6 separate regions of the Mus musculus genome follow, and regions 1, 3, 4, 5 and 6 are each linked to region 2. The links are chromatin contacts, called in public HiChIP or PLAC-seq and promoter capture Hi-C maps. All regions are on one chromosome and are shown on one strand. The core of a region is the stretch at or near the end of the contact, and the rest is flanking DNA. Distances in the headings are between cores, read along the strand shown.

Region 1 (3,071 bases), core at 315-2,814, 1.1 Mb before region 2:
TGTCAGCTCTGGTCACGTGGTTCTGGATTTAGAGTCAAGAATGACACATGAAAAGGGTTGTAGAATATCCCTCTACAGTTAGGGAAAGCTGCTGAGGCCTACAACAAGGCAGGGGTATCCCAGAATGAGGTTGTGATGGTAAAGCCAGGGTTATGTTGGAGACACCAAGACACTGGAGATGCCAGGCCCTTGAGATACCTGCTAAGGAGTATTTCAGACAGGGTGTGGACCAGCCCAAAAGGAGGAAAGCTAAGTAGCAGGCAACAAAGCTGGAAGGAGTTGGATCTCTGAAGAGAGATTTGTCCTTGGACATAGAAATACAGAACTCTGGGGTTTGCCCTTCTGGATTTTGCTGTTGTTTTGGACCCGTGTTCCCTCACTATGCTTTCTTTCCACCCTTTTGGAGTGGTGATGTATATTCTGTGCCATTGTACATTGGAAATTACTTGCTCTTTTGATTTTGATTCTATAGGAAGTATAGTTTAAAGATTGCCATGGGTCTCAGAACAGACTTTGAACTTTTAAACAGTAATGGCACTAAAAGGCTATGAAGAATTTTTGGCATTGGACTGAATGTATTTTGTATTTGGGTGTGAATGAGAATGGCCCCCATACAGTAATATTCTTGAATGCTCAGTACCCAGTTAGTATAACTGTTGGGGAGGACTAGGAGGTGTGGCCTCATTGAATGAGGTGTGGCCTTGTTGGAGGAGGTGTGTCACTGGCAATAGGCTTTGATGTTTTCAAGCCCTTGCCAGGCAGTGTCTGTCTGTATCTGTGTCTCTCTATCTCTGTCTGTCTGTCTGTCTGTCTGTTTCTGTCTCTCACTCTTTCCATCTGTCTCTCTGTCTCTCTGTCTCTCTCTCTCTGTGTCTCTCTGTCTCTGTCTGTCTGTCTGTCTGTCTGTCTCTCTCTCTCTCTCTCTCAGTTGTGGCAGTTGGGTAAGAAACAATGCATGACCCATCCACTCGAATTATACTGAACTCCAATGGTGTGGATTTACATGTATACTCTACAGTTTATTCTCATTTTAATATGACTATTTGCATATGTATGTTCAGGACATAAGATTTGAATTTTCTAAAAACAAATAAAAACATATGTTCACCTTTTTTCCCTTAGGACGTTGAAGAATTTCCAAAGTCATCCACTATAATTACATTAATGTCTACAGCTATGTCCTAAACACTGAACTGATTTCTGTTTTTCAGGTGTGATAATGAAACCAAGTTCAAAGCTGAAGGTGCTCACTGGGCTTACAGTTTCTGCCCTACCCCCTACTCCTGGACAGCACTCGTGGGCCTGGTGTTGTACCTTGTTTTCTTTGCACCTGGTAAGCAAGGCTTTGTCACTTCTTTGCATTGCATTGTCCCCTTGTCACCTCTTTGCATTTGCATTGTCCCCTCTTGGAAGAGTCAGGCTACTGTGTTTCATCCCATAGGTGATTTTTTTTTTTACTGTAGCTTTCATTATTTACTTCTCAGGAATGGGACCAATGCCCTGGACCGTGAACTCTGAAATCTATCCTCTCTGGGCAAGAAGTACAGGAAATGCGTGCTCAGCTGGAATAAACTGGATTTTCAACGTGCTGGTTTCTTTGACCTTTTTACACACAGCAGAGTATCTTACATACTATGGTAAGAGCATGGTTTTTTTCAGTGCCCTTTCACTGTTATTTCTAGTACTCTATCCTTAGATACCCTGGATTTGTGAGAGCAGTTACATGCTTATGTTTTGTCTGTACATAGTAGCTCTGTACATATTTCACCACTACAAGAGTTCTGGACAATGTGTCTGGGAGAGCTCTCTTTTCCTAAGCTTCTTGTCTCCAAGTGCTTATGAGTGCCCCCCAACCCCACAATTCTTCTATCCCTGAGCATCCCCATGCCTGCCAGGATAGAAATCCTTACAGCACAGCTTCCCGTTTAACAAGGAAGCAAACAGAAAATGATAAGGCACCGGAAACAGGGCTGATGAGATGCCCCTTGGGAAGGCTGGAGCCCCACACCTAAGCAGAGTGTAAGCCTGAGAATAGCTCACCCATGTAGGACACTGTGCCATTCACCGAGTCATCTATCCAGCCAGGACATGCATTCTGGCACCATGGGGCCCAGCACTTAACCACTTTCAGACCCAGAAACAAAAGCCTTGAAATAAAACTGTGTAGAGACTGCAGCTTTAGAGAAACACTGGTGGGTAATGGCACAGTACAGAAGTTCTTTGCAAATCGATTTCAAACCTGTGTTTACTAAAGTCTAAAGATCTTGTTCTGTCCCTTCCCAGCCCTCCACCCATCACACACATAGTTGCCTTGTCTACATGATTTTATCAGTTGTGATGATATTAAGTTGGGATAATTTTTTATATGTTTTATTAGGTATTTTCCTCATTTACATTTCCAATGCTATCCCAAAAGCCCCCCATACCCTCCCCCCCCACTCCCCTACCCACCCACTCCCACTTTTTGGCCCTGGCATTCCCCTGTACTGGGGCATATAAAGTTTGCAAGTCCAATGGGCCTCTCTTTCCAGTGATGTCCGACTAGGCCATCTTTTGACACATATGCAGCTAGAGTCAAGAGCTCTGGGGTACTGGTTAGTTCATAATGTTGTTGCACCTATAGGATTTTTTAAAGATGGAATGTAAAGTCACTGTACTCATATCTCCATGTGATGTATGTAAAATATTATCTGTCTAGTCCCTTCTAATGCATCCCCAGCAGGCCTCCTATCGCATGCTCTGGGCATACCCCTACCTTTACCATATATACCAGAGGGCCCAAGAAGCCAGGCTTGTGCTTCATCCAACACTGTGTTCCTGGCTCTTGCCAGGGGACTAGAAGGGCAAGCATCATGTTCACCTGTGTAAGAATGACACCTGTGAAGAATGGTACAAACCTCTTTCCTCTGTCTTCAGGACCTTCTGCTACAGTATTGCTGTAGTTAGTACTCTGACGCCAATGGTTCGTTATCTTCTCTCCTACTTGGAACATCTAGAACAACAGTTCTTAACCTGTGGGTCACGACCATCAGTAAACACGTATTCTCGGTGGTCTTAAGGAATGCCTAACC
Region 2 (3,259 bases), core at 167-2,666:
AGCTGGCAGGTTTGACCACACCGACCGACACCAGATACAGGCCAGGTAATGTAGTGATCATAGGATCCCACTTAGAAAGAAAAGACCACCAGTCAAGCACAGCAAGAGTTATCCCATTGATATAAAATGCCAAAAAAAGATAAATAAATAAATAATCAAGTTTCATTTGTCCTAATAATGAAGAACTTGGAGAGGATCGTCTATGACATAATTAATAAATCCTGGCAGACTAGACATCTCTTAAGTTTTATTTTTAAGATGTAGTGTGTGTGCCATGCACCTGAGTATACTTATTTGCAACATCTGCATGCAGGTACCCGAGGAAGCCAGAAGGTGGCACTGGATCCTCTGGACCTAGAGTCACAGATGGTTGTGAGCAGCTCACTGTGGTAGAAAGAAGTCTGGTAGCCTTCTCCAGGACAACAGCAAGAGCTCTCAACCACTGAGCTACCACCCCAGCCCCATTTTAAGAACGTTTTGCTCCCTGTCTCAAATCTGTCTGCCATTATTAAGGTGACAACAACCAACAGACAGTAAGTTATTCATTTCTACTTCCTAAGGCTTGCTCTTTAGAAAATGCATATTCTGCGACTAAATTGTCCAGGTCCCAATTTTACAAACTACCAGGCAAACAATAATGAGAACTCTGGTGGATCTTAAGATTCTTTGCACTGTGCATATTTCTGTAGTCAGATATGTATTTTTTTAAATGATGCAATCTGACTAGTTGCCAATTTAATCCAGACAACAGTAAGTTTCTACGACCAAGAATGAAGTTAGAATAAAACTATCAACTTTTGGGGGGCCCTAAGATCCTCCACTCCGCGTTCAAAATACCGGGTGGAAAACCTCATAGGTTAAGCTTTAGGTAGTTTTTAATGCATGTTCAAGGGAGCACCTGCATGTCTCTAGTGCTAGGGCTTAGTTAGACAAATCGGTCAACTGCCAAGAGGAGCTATCATCTTTATGCATTCACCTAACAAATATGCCATAATCTCGAGGCTAGGTACAGTCACTAGGCAGCTCCCTTCACGGTTTAAGTCTGGGAGGGCTGACGGGGAGAGGAAAGGCACAGGTTGGGAGGATCCGTCCCGGGGGCAGGGCCAGCAGAGACCAACCTGCGACAGGGAGAAGCGGCCCTCGCAGTACCGCTGCGCCTGCGGCAGGTGGAAGATCTCGTCCATGTACGGCTCCCGCAGAGCGCGGCTGAAGGCGGAGAAGAGCAGGCAGGACACCAGGAAGGTGCAGCTCAAGGCGGCCGAGAAGTAATAGCCCTCCAGCTGCGCCATGGCGGGCGGGCGGGCGGGCGGGCAGCCGCGTCCCGGGCCCAGCCCTGGGCAGCCCGGAGCGCCGAGCCCGGAACGCGGGCTCAGAGGCCCAGCGCTGCGGGACGAGGGACAGCAGGGAACAGGACGCAACGCAATGGATGCTGGGAGAGCGTCGGACGGAAGCGTGGGGGGGGGGGGGGTCACCGGTTCCGGAGTGGAGCATTTATGCAACGACGGGACGGTTTCTCTGTCAATCACTGCTCGCAGCTCTCAGAGTGGCCAGAGGCTGAGGGAGGGGCGGGTCTGGGCTCGGGCGCGGGAGCTGTTGTAGGTGATGCTGCCGCCGCCGCTAGGCTCTGGAAAAGAAGGGTGTCTTGTGTTGTCTGTTGCTCTCCAGAAGGCGATGAGTGGTCCCAGCTTTCTAACCTCCAAGCTCCCAAACTGCATTCGTTTGCGGTTATCCCTGTTCTCCATTGCCAGTGAGATGAGACGCTAAAACCATCATTACAATGCTTTTCCTCTCATCGTCTCTGGCTGATAATGAAGGTTGATGCTTTTTAGATGGAAACATACAACCAGCCCTTCGCTTCAGGGCGACTTTCCCTTTTGAAGAATCTATTCGTTTACAGGGCAATATTTTCCTGGTGCCTGGTGAGGAGTTGGGGCATTTGTAGGTGAGGAACACTCCTCCGTGAATATAATTTTAGTTGCTATTGCCGTGAGTGGTGGCTCACACTTGTACTGGCCCCATTTGAGAGGCTGAGGCAGGAGGATTGTTCCCAGTTCTAGATCAGCCTGGGACACTGTAAATGTCGTCCTTAAAAATAGGTAATAAATAGTCATTAATATCTGTCTCTGTTGGAGTACGTTTCCCTTATGCATCTTAATGTGTGGTGCGATGGAGTATTTATGTGTGTAGTCTCAAAAAGTGCTCACATGTATGAAGTTGAGGGCTACGGAGACTTCAGATAACCCCTTTATTGTGAGATTGGAATTGAGACTGACGGTGGAAGATATTTGAAGAAAGCTGAAGACAAAGTATGTTTTCAGCATGGTTGGTGATGCTTTGTAGGAAAAGCTTCTGGAAAATTCGGGTTGATTTTGCCAGCAGCACATCATATAGCAGCTGAGATTGCTTTTAAATTGTCAACCTTGGAATCAAAAGAAACTGGGTATTCTACTAGTTCTCCTCGACTATTAGAAATAACCAGAATTAAATTACGTTAGGATTCATGATGACGTTTCTTAACTCCCTCCACCCTTTACATCCTCTTTGATTACAGAGAACACGTTACACTTACCAATTTGAGACCATTCCCAGATAATTTAGTCTACAATTGACCTCAGGCCCAGTGGGCTTGCTCAATCATGGCCAGTGCATACCATAGAAGCTTCTGGCCCTTGCTAGATATGATGGATAAAGGGAAGAGCACAAGGCTGCCTTCCTATGCTAGACATTCTCGTCAGAATAATTGCCACTAAGAACTTGGTTGGACATCCAACTCCTTTTATATGTGCTCCCTACTCTCCTTAGTTAACTGAAACGTTTCAAAATTTAAAAATGTAAGGTTTCAGAACTGCCAGGTACCTTTTCTATTAATTTAAGCTTTTTTTTTTTTTTTTTTTTTTTGTGGAACAAGATGAAGATAGTAATATACCTAAAATTATGTAGAAGATGGCTGTTTACTGGGAGTTGTAACTATAGTCTTATGGTTTATAATTTCTACTGAATTGAAAGTGCTTCATCATTTGCAGTTTAAATTTATATCTCATTTCTGTTCCCATCAGCCAAGTAGAAAAATGTAAAACTTTATTATTAGAGTTTTGGGGTTTTTTTGTTGTTGTTGTTTTTTTGTTTGTTTGTTTTGTTTTTGTTTTCGGACAGGGTTTCTCTGTGTAGCCCTGGAACTCACTTTGTAGACAAGGCTGGCCTCGAACTCAGAAATCTGCCTGCCTCTGCCTCCCGAGTGCTGGGACTAAAGGCGTATGCC
Region 3 (3,081 bases), core at 234-2,733, 1.1 Mb after region 2:
TGAACCCATACTGTCATCTGCAAGCCATTAGACACGAGACCACACTTGGGCTGGTTAGATGGTCCATGTTCTTCCTCATGTCCCAAGGACAGGTGCGACAGGGCAGGACATAAGGGTGAGGTCTTTCATTCCCTTCATTTGACAAGTTCTGGGCAAATACACTTTGCCCAGTCTAATCTTGTCAGAGGAGATGCCATGACCATGGCTCCACTGCCTGAATCCCCTTGTGATAACCATGGTCCAAGGCTTCAAATACTTCACCCAGTTACAGAGGTGTGGCTCAGTTCATGCCCTACCCCACAATATACATAAACCAGGGTAGTTAATTGGCTTTTAGAAGATGGAGAAGCTTTGGGCTCCTCCAAAATCCTTGCCTGAACTCCCAACTCCTGAGTATGGCAGAGGGCACCTACTTCTAACCACTCCAGGGCTCTTTGGTTTCCCCTGTACATGATAGTTGTATGTGTTCCTATCACAGACGTCAGCGGCAGCCTTGCCCCCTTCCCCTCATCATCCTGGGGGTGTGTCTTGTCCCTTCCCCCCATCTTGAGGCATCTGTAATGCCAACACTCATTTCGGAACTGGAGACAAGGCTGGACTATGGAAATGTGTGTGTGTATATATATATATATGTATATACATATATATGTATATATACATGTATGTATATATGTGTATGTATATATGTGTGTATATATCTGTGTGTGTTTATTTGTGTGTGTGTATATATATATACATATATACATACAAACATACATATATATATATATATATATATATATATATATATATATATATATATGTATAGTCTTAGCTGGTATTTGAGCTCATGTCTCCTTTGTTCCTCCTTTCCTAAGGCCCCCTTCCCTGCTTCCTCACCCTTCCTTGCTCAGAACCCTCTACCCTTCCTAGCCTCACACTGTGCTGCAGTTTTCCTGGCTGGCCTGGCGTCTTATATAACTCTTCTATTCCAGTGGCCTCTTTCTTACCTGTGGCCTTTCTGTCAGTCCCTTCTGGAAGTTCAGTGCTTTGATCCAGCCCAGGCCAGCCCCCGCAGGCACTCACATACACACCCTGCTCACTTCTCTCCTCTCCATCTTTCACCTGCGGGAGCAGGCAAATTGGTTGTGATTGACAGTTGGCATTTCTGACTCTGTGGCCTAAACTACCAGGTTAGGCTAGGAGGATGCTGGGGGCAAGAAGGAAGCATAGCTGCGGCTGTAGCTATGGATGGCCTGAGGACAGGCAGCCCTGTCTTCCTATCCATTTCAAGAAGGACACTGGAGGCGGTACTGGTCGTAGGCTCCGCGCCACACGTAGTTGTCGGTGGCACTGAAGTTGCAGCCTAAGAGAAAGAGACAATGAGAGAAAGAGAGGCAGAGAGAGAAAGACACACAGAGCGCGCGCAATCCCAGGGGAGCTCAGCCTTTTGGTCTACTCCACCCTAATCTCGCCTAGGGGCGGGCCGGAGTCTGTAAAAGAGGAAGCCGGAAGTTAGGCGTTTGGCGTCACGCTTAGTTCAGTTTCCAGCGGTTCTCTTCTGACAATCGGGCGGGCTTGAGCCCGGACCTGGGCCTGGGGTGGTTTCCTCTTGCCCAGGTCCAGCGTGCACAACCCAGTTCGTCCCGAGTGAGGATTGTTTACGTGCATAGTTAGGTGAGACCGGGCAGTGCAATTACCTGCCGGCAGAGGGCGTGTTGCGTTAGAGCGGATCAAAGTGACCACGGTGTAGCTATGGGCACAGCACTTGTGTACCACGAGGACATGACAGCCACTCGACTGCTCTGGGATGAGTAAGTGTGTCTTGACAGAAGTAGGGGGCCGGGAGGGAACCCTGAACACTGAGATCCTTGTCTGCTCCAGCCCCGAGTGCGAAATTGAGTGCCCAGAGCGCCTGACAGCTGCCCTGGATGGCCTGCGGCAGCGTGGCCTGGAAGAAAGGTGCCTGTGTTTGTCAGCTTGTGAGGCATCAGAGGAAGAGTTGGGCTTGGTGCACAGGTCAGACTATGACAGATCTGGGGACCCGAACCTTTTATAGCTCCGCTAGCATTCCCTTGGGTTCACCGTGGTGTGGGCTAAAAGGGATTACTGGGTGGGCACTCCCACCAGGAATCTCTGCTCCTTTCCTTCCTGTCCTGCTGGTGGCCCGCCTGCTGATCTGCAGCCCGGAATATATAGCCCTGGTGCAGAAGACCCAGACCCTGGATAAAGAGGAGCTCCACGCACTGTCTAAGCAGTACAATGCTGTCTACTTTCACCCGGTGCGAGCCAGCATACACGCCCATTCACCCAGATTTATGTCCATATGCCTGCCTAGGTGCATTCACACCCAAGTCTGCTCACCTGCCAGTGTCTCCTTGTTTATGCTTTATGACCGTACCCTACCATGTTTTGCTTGCCAATGCCCCAGCCCTGTCTGCTCAGCAGTGGGAAACCTGCAACCTGGGACAAGCAGGTCAGGTCCCAGGCTCAATTGCACTCTGGCTCACAGGACACCTTTCACTGTGCCCGGCTGGCAGCGGGGGCTGCACTGCAGCTGGTCGATGCTGTGCTAACAGGAGCTGTGCACAATGGGCTTGCCCTGGTGAGGTGAGAACCACCTTCCTCCCCTAGCTGTCTGTGTGTGACCCTGTGAGGGGACAGAATGACTCTGACATGCCCGGTGTTTCCTTTTTTTTTTTTTACACCCTAGGCCTCCAGGGCACCACAGTCAGAGGGCAGCTGCCAATGGATTCTGTGTGTTCAACAATGTGGCTCTAGCAGCCAAACATGCCAAGCAGAAATATGGGCTGCAGAGGTGTGTCCAAGCTTGACCTGCAAGTGTGGGGGACCCAAACTAAATAGGAAGAGGTGGAGTTGGTGGTTAAGAGGTCCCACCCAGCTCCCTCCACTCCTGGCTGAGCTCCTAGCCTAAAGGTGGAAAGGCAGCCACTTCCAGTAATCCCCAGTACTGTCCGAATTTAGGATTCTCATTGTCGACTGGGATGTCCACCATGGCCAGGGCATCCAGTATATCTTCAACGATGACCCCAGGTGAGCTGGGGTGTGGACACAGCCCTTCTCTGCCGCTCACCATTTTGG
Region 4 (3,097 bases), core at 19-2,518, 1.4 Mb before region 2:
TGCTCCCTCTCTCTCAGAGATTGCCTTTCCTTCCCGAGGGCTGTGGGTTAGCGCTCCGAAGGAAGCAATCAAGGGGAGAAAACACAGTGTAAGCCGCTGTCAATAAATGACACCCAGACCTTCCAGCTGCAAAAAAACCAACCAAACAAAAACAAACAAACAAACTCTTAAAAGTGATATGGAGGCTGAAGTTAGCACTCCACAATTGATGGCTTCTGGCGGGGTGTGGGAGGGGAAGGACTCAATTCTATTTAAGGGGCAGACCACTGAGAGTTTGACCACGGCTCAGCGAGTATATAGATAAGACAAATCGGACTTATTTTTATTTATACTTTTTTTTTTTAGGGCGGAGCTCACAAGGGTGGGGAAGTGAACATGGAAGCACTGGAAAGTGGGTGTGATCAGGGTGCAAGATGTGAAATTCAATAGAAAGGTTATGTTAAAATAAAAGAGAGTGTATCTTTTTCTCTGGTCGGTTCTATTGCTGTTACCGCTGCTTTTCATTTGTTATAACTATTAGCCTCCAATTCCATGGATCGTACCAGTAGAAATGTTTTTTTTTTCTCTTTTTCTCTCCCCTTCTTTTTGTATAGGGTTTTTTTTTCCCATTTTTAATTAGGTATTTAGCTCATTTACATTTCCAATGCTATACCAAAAGTCCCCCATACCCACCCACCCCCACTTCCCTACCCATCCACTTCCCCTTTTTGGCCCTGGCGTTCCCCTGTACTGGGGCATATAAAGTTTGCGTGTCCAATGGGCCTCTCTTTCCAGTGAATGGGCCTCTCTTTCCAGTGATGGCCGACTAGGCCATCTTTTGATACATATGCAGCTAGAGTCAAGAGCTCCGGGGTACTGGTTAGTTCATAATGTTGTTCCACCTATAGGGTTGCAGATCCCTTTAGCTCCTTGGGTACTTTCTCTAGCTCCTCCATTGGGAGCCCTGTGATCCATCCATTAGCTGACTGTGAGCATCCACTTCTGTGTTTTAAAGAATCTTAGCAGGTCCTTGCTCATAAGCTCCCATCCCTTGGTACATGGATTTCTCAGTATTTTTGCAGGCTAAATGCCAGACATCTCCTTTCCGCTGATTTGTTAAAAAGCCTTTTAGGCTTCCTGGCAATTTAATAGCTTTTGTTTATTTTTCAAAATCTTTGCAAGGAATGGTGCTGGAACCAGTCCAAGGGTGCGTGCGTCTCCTGTGGGTAAAGCTGAAGTTTGCAGAAGGAAAATGATTCAGAGCAGATGTCCATCAAGTCACTGCCAGGAGGAGTGCTAGGAACCACAAACGTGAGCATCCCCACTGGTGCTAGGAAATTTCTCTGCCCTGCGTAGGAGTCTTTCGGAGCAGGACTCAAGTATTTTGAAGCGTTTCAAATAATGCCCCAAAGTTCATTTAAATCTCCTCGAACTCTGTTGCTACGACTTCTGTGGGAAACAAGAGGTCGAGATGTGGGCCTTCACTTTTATCTTCAATTGGCTCCTGCATAAGGATGCCACCTCTCTCTATTTCTCCCCATATCCTTCACATTGGCTGGCGATGTGCAATATGCAGCGTAGCCTGCATGTAATAAACTTTCTAACAATATCCTGCTGTGTGCATCCAGTTCCCATAGAACTCTGTTTGCTTCCCTGTTAGGAATGCCTCTACCAGCCCAAGGATTGCCAAGGGCCATCCTGACCAAACCGCTTAGTGAACTCCAGTATTATGCAGACAACACGAATTTGGCCATGAGACCTTCTATATCCTGAGCACATCTGGTGATACTGATGAGAAACTCTGTATGTTCTTCTGTCCCTGCTTTGAACCCTGAGCTCTGGTGGGATAAAAGCTTCACAGAATGCCAGCAAGCGCTCACCATGGAGCAGCAGTGCCTAGAGTGCCTGAATCTAGAACTCGGAAGTTCAGATCCTTGTACCGACCACTGGTGTTTCGTAATTCGTGGCTCCCTAGACAGGGATAAGACTGAAGTGTATAGAACTTACTGGGTAATGCTGGAGAATCACAGGCTCCTGGGAAGCACTCAGGGACTGATTCCAGGATGCTCAGGTAACCATTGGTCAAAACAAAAGCATAAAGGAAACCATGTGCCCTCAATGCTAAAAGTATCTGGAGAGAAAGCACAAAACCAAGATTTCTGTGACCTATCAGAATATATAGACATAGACTGTGATGGGCTACCAGCACAGGGAACATTGTGCAAGAAGCAATGGATAGATGTTTGCATTCTTTGAAACAGACTTATCTCATCAGCAGGGAGCAGTGATCCCATTAAATGTTTGATCTCTTTGTAATCTGGCCCCCCTCGGTATTCAAGCCGTTGCAAACTTGTGCCGCATCGGTACAAGAAGAAACCAGTGGACAGATAGCCCCTTGGGACATGAAATGAGATTAAAATATTATAATAAAGCAGTATAGTTTCAATTATGCGGATCATCTCAAAGCATCCTTCAAAAGGATGACATCACCGTCGCTACAGAGGAAGGTACACCTCTCACTCTGCAATCCTCACGCCCACTTGGGAACAATAGGAAGAACAAACTAACCCAGGAGTGCTAAGGATGAGCTGTCACCCCACAGCCAAATGCCTCACAATGCTACCTATCATCAACCACCCGCCTCTATTGTGGGCTCAGCTGAAAATGGTTCTCCACTGTTGCTACATTGTGCTTTCAGATATAAACAGCTGTTGGCACCATTAGATGCTTACAGGGATGGGTTAAAGATATTCAGCCAAAATTGCCCGAGAGGTCCTTGGAAGTATATCTATGACCAAAAGAAAAGAGATGATGTAAATTTTGGTATTTTTGAAGACACAACCTTTATATTTGAATCAGAGTTATATTTTTACAAAAAGAAAGGCCAATCCAGATATTTTGTTTGCTAATGTGACTTTAATAGTAGACTTCTTATTTGGATCCACTGTTATTCCTAATCAATAAAATCCAGGTTATAGATACCATGAGCAAAATCTAGTTTTATGTTCAGGAAGGACAATTTGTTTGTCATCTACTCTCAAAAACAAATCTGTTTGGATTTTTAATAAGCCATGGAGACTATGTTAATACCACAGTCGGATCACAAAGTGGTCCAATT
Region 5 (3,280 bases), core at 80-2,579, 1.3 Mb before region 2:
TCTCCTTGGGAAGACGGCAAAACCTTGCTTTAAAGTTACACGATACATTTAAAGTTATTCCTCTGAGATAACCGCCCCCCCCCCACATTTGGAGAAATGTGGTTGGAAAGTGAGATATTTTGGTGACTAAAAATCAAGGTGAAAGGGACGTTGGGAAAGTCTAATAACTTCATAGTGTAATAGGATGACAGAAACAATTTCTCTGAAGGAAACAAGCTTAAACTGCATGAATAGGGTTCGTGCTAAGAAACATTTGTTCAAATAAGGGAAGTAAATGAAGACAGGAATTGTTCACGGAAACCATGGGTTTTAAATTTCTTTTTCATTTAAATCTGGTGTCCTACGCCTGAAGAATGAGACTGCAGCAGAAAGACACTTGATTAGTCTCTATCTCCGGAAATGAAACAACATAAAATAATTTACAGAATATTTAAATCAACGGGAGGTTTCCAAACCAGCCAACAACTGGCAATTAGCAATTAAAACAACCATCCTCAAACCATTTGAAATTACTTTGTTTCAGGCAAATGGGGCATCTAAAATCGCTTCTTCAAATCAATGGGGCAGCAGCAGGAATTGTCAGGGAGAAGGTATCTTTTTAGGCTCGCATGCTGGGCAAGAAAGGTGGTAATTGCCAATCACACAACAGATCACATTCTTGAGTTTCCTTGTTCCACTTGGAATCAGCTAGTTATGTGAGAAGGTGATGTATATACGCACAGCTAAAGTTGCTTTACCTCTGGGAATCCACAGGAAGCCTTCTCGTGAGAGAAGAGTTGCTGTCTGTCTGTCTGTCTGTCTCTTGTCTCTCTGTCTGTCTGTCTCTGTCTCTGTCTCTGTCTCTCTTTCTCCCCTCAGAAAGTCAAGATGCAAATGCATTTTAGAAGGGCGGAATTTAAAGACGGAGTAGCAGGGAGAAAGGAAACTAGAGACACCAGTGACCATGGTCCCAAATTGCTCCAAAACAAACTAATTGCATGAGAGCCAAGGGACACGGACACTCACTGCAAAAGGACAGAAGTAGGTGAGTGTCAGGCAGTCTCAGCCACCTCGGATTGCAAGCAGGAGGGCAGAAGGAGTCTTTCACCTGATCCTTAGCCTGCTGTGAGCTTGAGTGCTCTGGATAGCAAGCAGCTCATCTGCAGCCAGAAGGCAAGCTTCCCTGTGTCCTGGTACCCTGACTCCAAAGAGCTCTTGTCTCCAGGGGACCTCCGCTTAACCCCGCCCACAGAGGGAGGTGGCAGCGTCCAGGGGGAGGAGTTCTTCTCTGTCTCCGCCCACCAGGGGGAGGTGGGTCCCATTCGCCCCTCCCCTCCAAGCGGGCAAGTGACGCACGACCCCGCCCCCGGCCGCTCCGTAGCGCCAGCTTAGCAGAGGCTGCGAGGCGGGTGGCTCGGGTGGCAGAAGAGCAGCGGCTCAGCAGCTGGCAGAGAGTGCGCGGCGCCCCACACGCAACTTCCCCGCAGCCGCCTCGGCGGCGTCCGCCTGTCCCATGTCCCGCAAGGCGAGCGAGGACGTGGAGTACACGCTGCGCAGCCTGAGCAGCCTGATGGGCGAGAGGCGCCGCCGGCAGCCGGAGCCGGGGGCGCCAGGCGGGGAGCGCAGCCTCCTGGCCGCCGAGTCGGCCGCCAGCCTGCAGGGCGCGGAGCTGGAGCGCGCGGCGCGCAGGCAGTTCCAGCGCGACGAGACCCCGGCCTTCGTGTACGCGGCCGCCGCCTTCTCGGCGCTCGGCGGCTTCCTGTTCGGCTACGACACCGGCGTGGTGTCGGGGGCCATGCTGCTGCTGCGGCGCCAGATGCGCCTGGGCGCGATGTGGCAGGAGCTGCTGGTGTCGGGCGCGGTGGGCGCGGCCGCCGTCGCGGCGCTGGCCGGAGGGGCCCTGAACGGCGCCCTCGGTCGGCGCAGCGCCATCCTGCTGGCCAGCGCCCTGTGCACCGTGGGCTCCGCCGTGCTGGCCGCCGCCGCCAACAAGGAGACGCTGCTGGCCGGCCGCCTGGTCGTGGGGCTCGGCATCGGTGAGTGGCCGCGCCCGCGAGCCCCACTGACCCCCTTGCTCTCCCCTGCTCCGCGGTCCTTTGGGGGCTCGGTGGCACGAGCGCCCTGGTGGCTGTGGAGGATGCGTTCCCTTCTCCCGGATTCCCACGTGGAATCTGCGGTCGCCCGCGGGTCAGTCAGCGCCGGACAGTCTGGAGCAATTCAAGATACCCCAGCTTTCCCCGATCCGGCCTAACCTGAGGCCGCTTGTTGAGTTTAGGAGGGTCTCCACATCCCTGCCATCCCTGAGAGTGATTTCCCCACTGCCAGTTCTCCTTTAGGATGCTAAGCCCACCGAGCTTTAAACGAACTGCGAACTGCAATAATTAGTAGAGTCAAGGAGTTTTGAACTCCAAAATCCCTGCTCCGTTCCAGTTCCATCTTCTCTGCAGTGGATCATTTTTAAATAGAACACTATTTTCTCTCCTTGCTTTGTGCTCTGTGGTTGACTTTCAACCTTTCCACCTTTCTAGATGAAATCTGTCTCCCTTTCCCACCCGACTTAGAACTTTTACTTTGGGCCAACATTCACCATTCTTGTTTTGCCTTCTCTGCCTTTTCCATATGGGAACCAAATTATCCATTAAAGGTCACGTTCATTTCCTAGATTCAGTTAGGAGCCACTCCTGTGGATAAATGCCCAGCAAGATAGACACTTGCAATTTACTTTAGAAATGAAGAGATGTAGGTTCTCTGGGCATTGATTTTTTTTTTTTTTTTTTTTTTTTTTTGTCACCCTGTTTGCTGAGCGGGGGAGGCACTCTTGGTGTGCTCTTGGCAGAGGGAAGCTGTTTGGGATGTGCCCAGTGTTATTAGAAAGCACCTTTAAAGGGAGAATGGGAAGTTGTGACTTAAATCTCACTGGTAGTTTTCCAAGGCTATAAAATGTTTCCTTTTATAATTCAGTTTCCTTTAGGGTAAAGCGTTGCTTCCCCATGGGAGGGCTAGATGGATTCCCGGAGCTGTCCCTGAGCTGACCACTCTTCACCCTTCTGGATAGGTTTGTAAGGGGAAGCACACTCATTCATTCAACTCTGCCTCTAGGAGCCACGAGCCTAAAACCCCAGCTCACTGTACCCGTATCCCCTGATCACCGACTCTGCTTCTATGGGTAATTACTGAAGCATGGCAAGGCTCTCTGTGAAATGTGGATTTGGCAAAGGAAGGTCCAAATGACCACCAAAGAGACAAAAATCCATGGAAATCCCCTCTCTGTGTAAAAATGCCCTGTGCCTGTAGGATCCTT
Region 6 (2,945 bases), core at 237-2,736, 1.0 Mb after region 2:
TACAGGGTGTTTGTTGGGGGCACTCAGAAGAAAGTAAGACACATCCAAGAGCATAGGTGTAGGCTTCTCAAGGACCCAATAAGGCAGATCCATGAGAGAGTTACCATTGTTTAGCATTGGTCATCTCTCCCATCTTGACGGCTCTCAGGTTGTATCTCAAAAGATTACTAACACCTCCTCCCCGTTTTGCTGAGAAGGATGGGTGAGGTAGCTCTTTGGAATGCCTTAGATGGCAATCTTTAATAAAGTAAAAACAAAACTACTAGGGTTGCCCAAGAGATCTGGTGTATGCCCCTTTTCCCTGTAAGCCAGGGATTCTAATGGAAAATTGCAAGTTTATAGCAGGGAAGGGAGAAGGGCCTTAATTGTTATTTATGCTTGGGGCAGGTAGGCGAAGGCTCTCCTTCCCCCTTCTTAGGTTCCCCCAAATGTTCCTGTCTTTCTAGCCTGCCTCATTACCTCTTCATTCTAAATTCACTCTTCTATAATCCTTATCCTTAGAACTAGGCTCTGCAACTACCTTAATCCCAAAGGCAGCAGCATTCGTTGACCAGGCTGCCCCTCTTTGCTAGCCAAAGTAGGCACACTAGCCTGGAGTGGGACTAGGTCTGGGTGGACCCGCCAACTCAGGCAGAATGGCCTTCATTAAAGGCGGATGGGTGAAGGTGCCCAATGTAGTACAGACACGCGTGCCTGGCGCTCTCGGAGGTTGGAAGAGGGCGTCTAATCTCCTGGAAGTACAGTTACATTTGTGGGTGCTGGAAACAGAGCCCCCATTCTGCACGGAAGTGCAGCCCGTGTTTTTACTCGCTGAGCCATCTCTTAGCCCCAAACATTATTTTTCACGCTTTGTTTGTTTTGTTTGTCTTCATTTTCCCGTGACAGGGTTTCTGTGTGTCGCCCGAACTGTCTTGGACACTTGCTCTGTAGACCAGGCTTGCTTAGACTTCAGAGATTCGCCTGCCTTTGCCTCCAGAGTGCTGGAACTAAAGGCGTGCACCACCACAAACCACCCGTGGTTTTCACACTTTTAAAGCATTTTGAGGTTTGTCTTTAACTACCTTGGGCGATTGTCCAGCACAAAAGCTGTCCGCGACAAGCGATGACACACAAATAAACATTAGGCTCACAACCCTCGGCCGGGTTGGATACCCCTGGGGGGGGGGTGGTGCCCAACATAATTCTATGTTGCCCAGACACCCCTGGTAGACACCACTATACGCCCAGAGTCCCTCAATCCATACGCCAGGCAGAGATGACATCAGGAACCGCCCTTTCTCTTCTGCCAGATGCAGGGCCACACTAGCCACCTACTGGCCGACCCGGGTCACGCAATCTCCATTATCGGGAAGCGCCTCCATCTCTAGACCCTTCTAACCGGCTGGGGCCTTTCTCGCTGGTACGTTAGGCGACACTCTAGGGCGGACGCTCCTCTAGCGCCAGGGGGCGCGCGGCTGCTCCGGGGCCCTTCTGGCCTACGGCGGCAGCTCGACTGCTCCGAGGCGGCCCAGGTGAACCCCTGCGTTTCTCCGCAACGTGCCCGGGTACCGCTGGAGCTGCTACCATGGAGGTGCCGGTGGGTCCCGGGCCCCGGCAAGCTGGCGGAGGACTAGGCGCGACAAGATCCTCGTCCTCCGGCCGCGCGGCGCGGACCGCGGAGATGCCCTGGGCGCGCTTCTCTGCCTGGCTGGAGTGTGTGTGCGTGGTCACCTTCGATCTGGAGCTGGGCCAGGCGCTAGAGGTGAGCTGATGGGCTGGCTGACCCTCCAGAACTGTCTTAGTACCTCTCCTTCGGCGGCCTGAACCTCTCCAGAGGCCCCTCCTCTCCGGACGTCCCTCCTCTCCCGATGCCCCTCCCCCTCACGCTCCTCCCTTCTCTCGCCTGCACCCCTGCTTCTTTCCTCCCATTCCTCTAAGCCGCCGCGCGGTTTCTCTACCCGGGGCGCCCACCCTCCAGGAAGCAGGACTTTTCGCCTGTAGCCTTCCTGCTTGGTCTAGGGTCTTCTTAGGAGCCTCTCGGAATATTTTGCACCCTCAGGCTGACCTTTCCCCCACTTCCTTCGGCTAGTGACTAGCTTAGAGACCTCCTCTTTCCTATTGCCTGTCACCTCTCCAAGAGGAGCCTCTTCCTCAGAGCTCTAGAAACCCTTCCCAGGCCAAGGAAGGAAAGATCTGTAAAGCCTGACTGCCTGTCCATCAATGTATCCTACGCAGCATCTAACATGGACCTTTCTCCAAAGAGGCAAACATATCTCCAGCCCCTTGGTTGCTCAAGCCAGAGTCCTAGGGTTCCCCCCACCTTGCCCCCGCCACCGCCCCCAGGTCTCACACTGGGTCTGCTGCAGTCTTCAGTGTCACTGGTAGTTCGCTTCTGGCATTCCTCTTGTCTTTCAATTAGAATCAGATCCAGACCCTGTGAGGCCCTGCTTGGTTCCTGTGTCTTGAGCTCTTCTCAACCTTTGGCATCTGGTCACCAGCTGTGAGCAGCTGGGCAGGGTCTTAGGCTTTTGATGTGGTCTTTCTGTGGTCTGAAGGCCTCCATCCCCCTTACCCACCTACAAAGAAAGGCAGCTTCTCTTCTACTAGATAAGATGAAAATATCAGCCAGGCATAGTAGTGCGCGCAAACCCAGCATTTCGGGGACTGGGTGGGGGATGGGAGGTTGGTGAAGCAAGATGATTAGTTTGAAGCTAGTCTGGATTGATAGAGTCCCAAAGGAGCCTGAGCTATAGAATCAGACCTTGTTGAAAGAAAGAGAAAGGAAAGAATGAAAGAGAGGGGAGAGAGAGAACACATTGTGGCACATGTCTTTCTTTAATCTAGTACTCTGGAGGCAAAAGCAGGCTGATCTCTATGCTCAAGGCCAACCTGGAGCAGGCAAGCCAAGGCTACATAGTGAGACTTTGTCTTTTAAAAAAAAGGGAGGGGGCTGGTGAGATGGCTCA

The links. Promoter capture Hi-C pulls out the DNA fragments that hold promoters and counts their contacts. HiChIP or PLAC-seq counts read pairs in DNA pulled down with a chosen protein or histone mark.
Region 1: a promoter capture Hi-C map of liver shows a contact between it and region 2, with 3 times the contacts expected there. The contact joins the enhancer-like site here to the promoter of Alg10b in region 2. A contact is called at or near these places in 8 of 39 promoter capture datasets (the 3T3-L1 cell line, 3T3-L1-derived adipocytes, frontonasal cranial neural crest and 3 more) and 3 of 115 datasets of contacts at active chromatin or transcription factors (the NIH/3T3 cell line, embryonic stem cells and stem cell-derived neural progenitor cells).
Region 3: a promoter capture Hi-C map of pre-B cells shows a contact between it and region 2. The contact joins the promoter of Hdac10 here to the promoter of Alg10b in region 2. A contact is called at or near these places in 2 of 39 promoter capture datasets (the HPC-7 cell line and pre-B cells).
Region 4: a promoter capture Hi-C map of frontonasal cranial neural crest shows a contact between it and region 2, with 9 times the contacts expected there. The contact joins the enhancer-like site here to the promoter of Alg10b in region 2. A contact is called at or near these places in 6 of 39 promoter capture datasets (the 3T3-L1 cell line, 3T3-L1-derived adipocytes, frontonasal cranial neural crest and 2 more) and 2 of 115 datasets of contacts at active chromatin or transcription factors (astrocytes and large pre-B cells).
Region 5: a contact with region 2 is called in an H3K4me3 HiChIP or PLAC-seq map of stem cell-derived neural progenitor cells, with 6 times the contacts expected there. The contact joins the promoter of Slc2a13 here to the promoter of Alg10b in region 2. A contact is called at or near these places in 9 of 39 promoter capture datasets (the 3T3-L1 cell line, 3T3-L1-derived adipocytes, cranial neural crest and 5 more), 3 of 484 Hi-C or Micro-C datasets (cortical neurons and muscle stem cells), 6 of 115 datasets of contacts at active chromatin or transcription factors (astrocytes, embryonic forebrain, embryonic stem cells and 3 more) and 1 of 9 other capture datasets (adipose tissue).
Region 6: a FOXA1 HiChIP or PLAC-seq map of pancreatic cancer cells shows a contact between it and region 2. The contact joins the promoter of Dennd6b here to the promoter of Alg10b in region 2. A contact is called at or near these places in 1 of 39 promoter capture datasets (pre-B cells) and 1 of 115 datasets of contacts at active chromatin or transcription factors (pancreatic cancer cells).

The regions. Positions count from the first base shown.
Region 1 is chr15:91,274,629-91,277,699 of GRCm38.p6, reverse strand. It overlaps Slc2a13 (solute carrier family 2 (facilitated glucose transporter), member 13), which reads left to right. Exons shown (of 10, transcript NM_001033633.3): 8 at 1,212-1,333; 9 at 1,485-1,637. Among named protein-coding and RNA genes, the nearest start is that of CN725425, 77 kb to the right of the region's middle. Within about 2 kb of position 1,564, at least 5 of the 459 cell types and tissues checked have an H3K27ac peak or open chromatin away from gene starts, as enhancers often do. A contact at or near this core is called in liver, where this site is marked.
Region 2 is chr15:90,222,468-90,225,726 of GRCm38.p6, reverse strand. It overlaps Alg10b (asparagine-linked glycosylation 10B (alpha-1,2-glucosyltransferase)), which reads right to left and starts at 1,416. Exons shown (of 3, transcript NM_001033441.3): 1 at 1,119-1,416; 2 at 1-70. The coding sequence starts at 1,289. It overlaps Mir7648 (microRNA 7648), which reads right to left and starts at 1,367; the gene lies at 1,315-1,367.
Region 3 is chr15:89,127,102-89,130,182 of GRCm38.p6, reverse strand. It overlaps Hdac10 (histone deacetylase 10), which reads left to right and starts at 1,483. Exons shown (of 20, transcript NM_199198.2): 1 at 1,483-1,793; 2 at 1,864-1,998; 3 at 2,165-2,261; 4 at 2,492-2,589; 5 at 2,693-2,797; 6 at 2,965-3,033. The coding sequence starts at 1,735. It overlaps Gm46530 (a long non-coding RNA gene), which reads right to left and starts at 1,644. Exons shown (of 2, transcript XR_001781738.2): 1 at 990-1,644.
Region 4 is chr15:91,599,507-91,602,603 of GRCm38.p6, reverse strand. No RefSeq gene overlaps it. Among named protein-coding and RNA genes, the nearest start is that of Slc2a13, 28 kb to the right of the region's middle. Within about 2 kb of position 1,268, at least 10 of the 459 cell types and tissues checked have an H3K27ac peak or open chromatin away from gene starts, as enhancers often do.
Region 5 is chr15:91,571,310-91,574,589 of GRCm38.p6, reverse strand. It overlaps Slc2a13 (solute carrier family 2 (facilitated glucose transporter), member 13), which reads left to right and starts at 1,329. Exons shown (of 10, transcript NM_001033633.3): 1 at 1,329-2,015. The coding sequence starts at 1,493.
Region 6 is chr15:89,195,015-89,197,959 of GRCm38.p6, reverse strand. Dennd6b (DENN/MADD domain containing 6B) reads left to right here and starts at 1,486. Exons shown (of 20, transcript NM_027081.3): 1 at 1,486-1,741. The coding sequence starts at 1,565.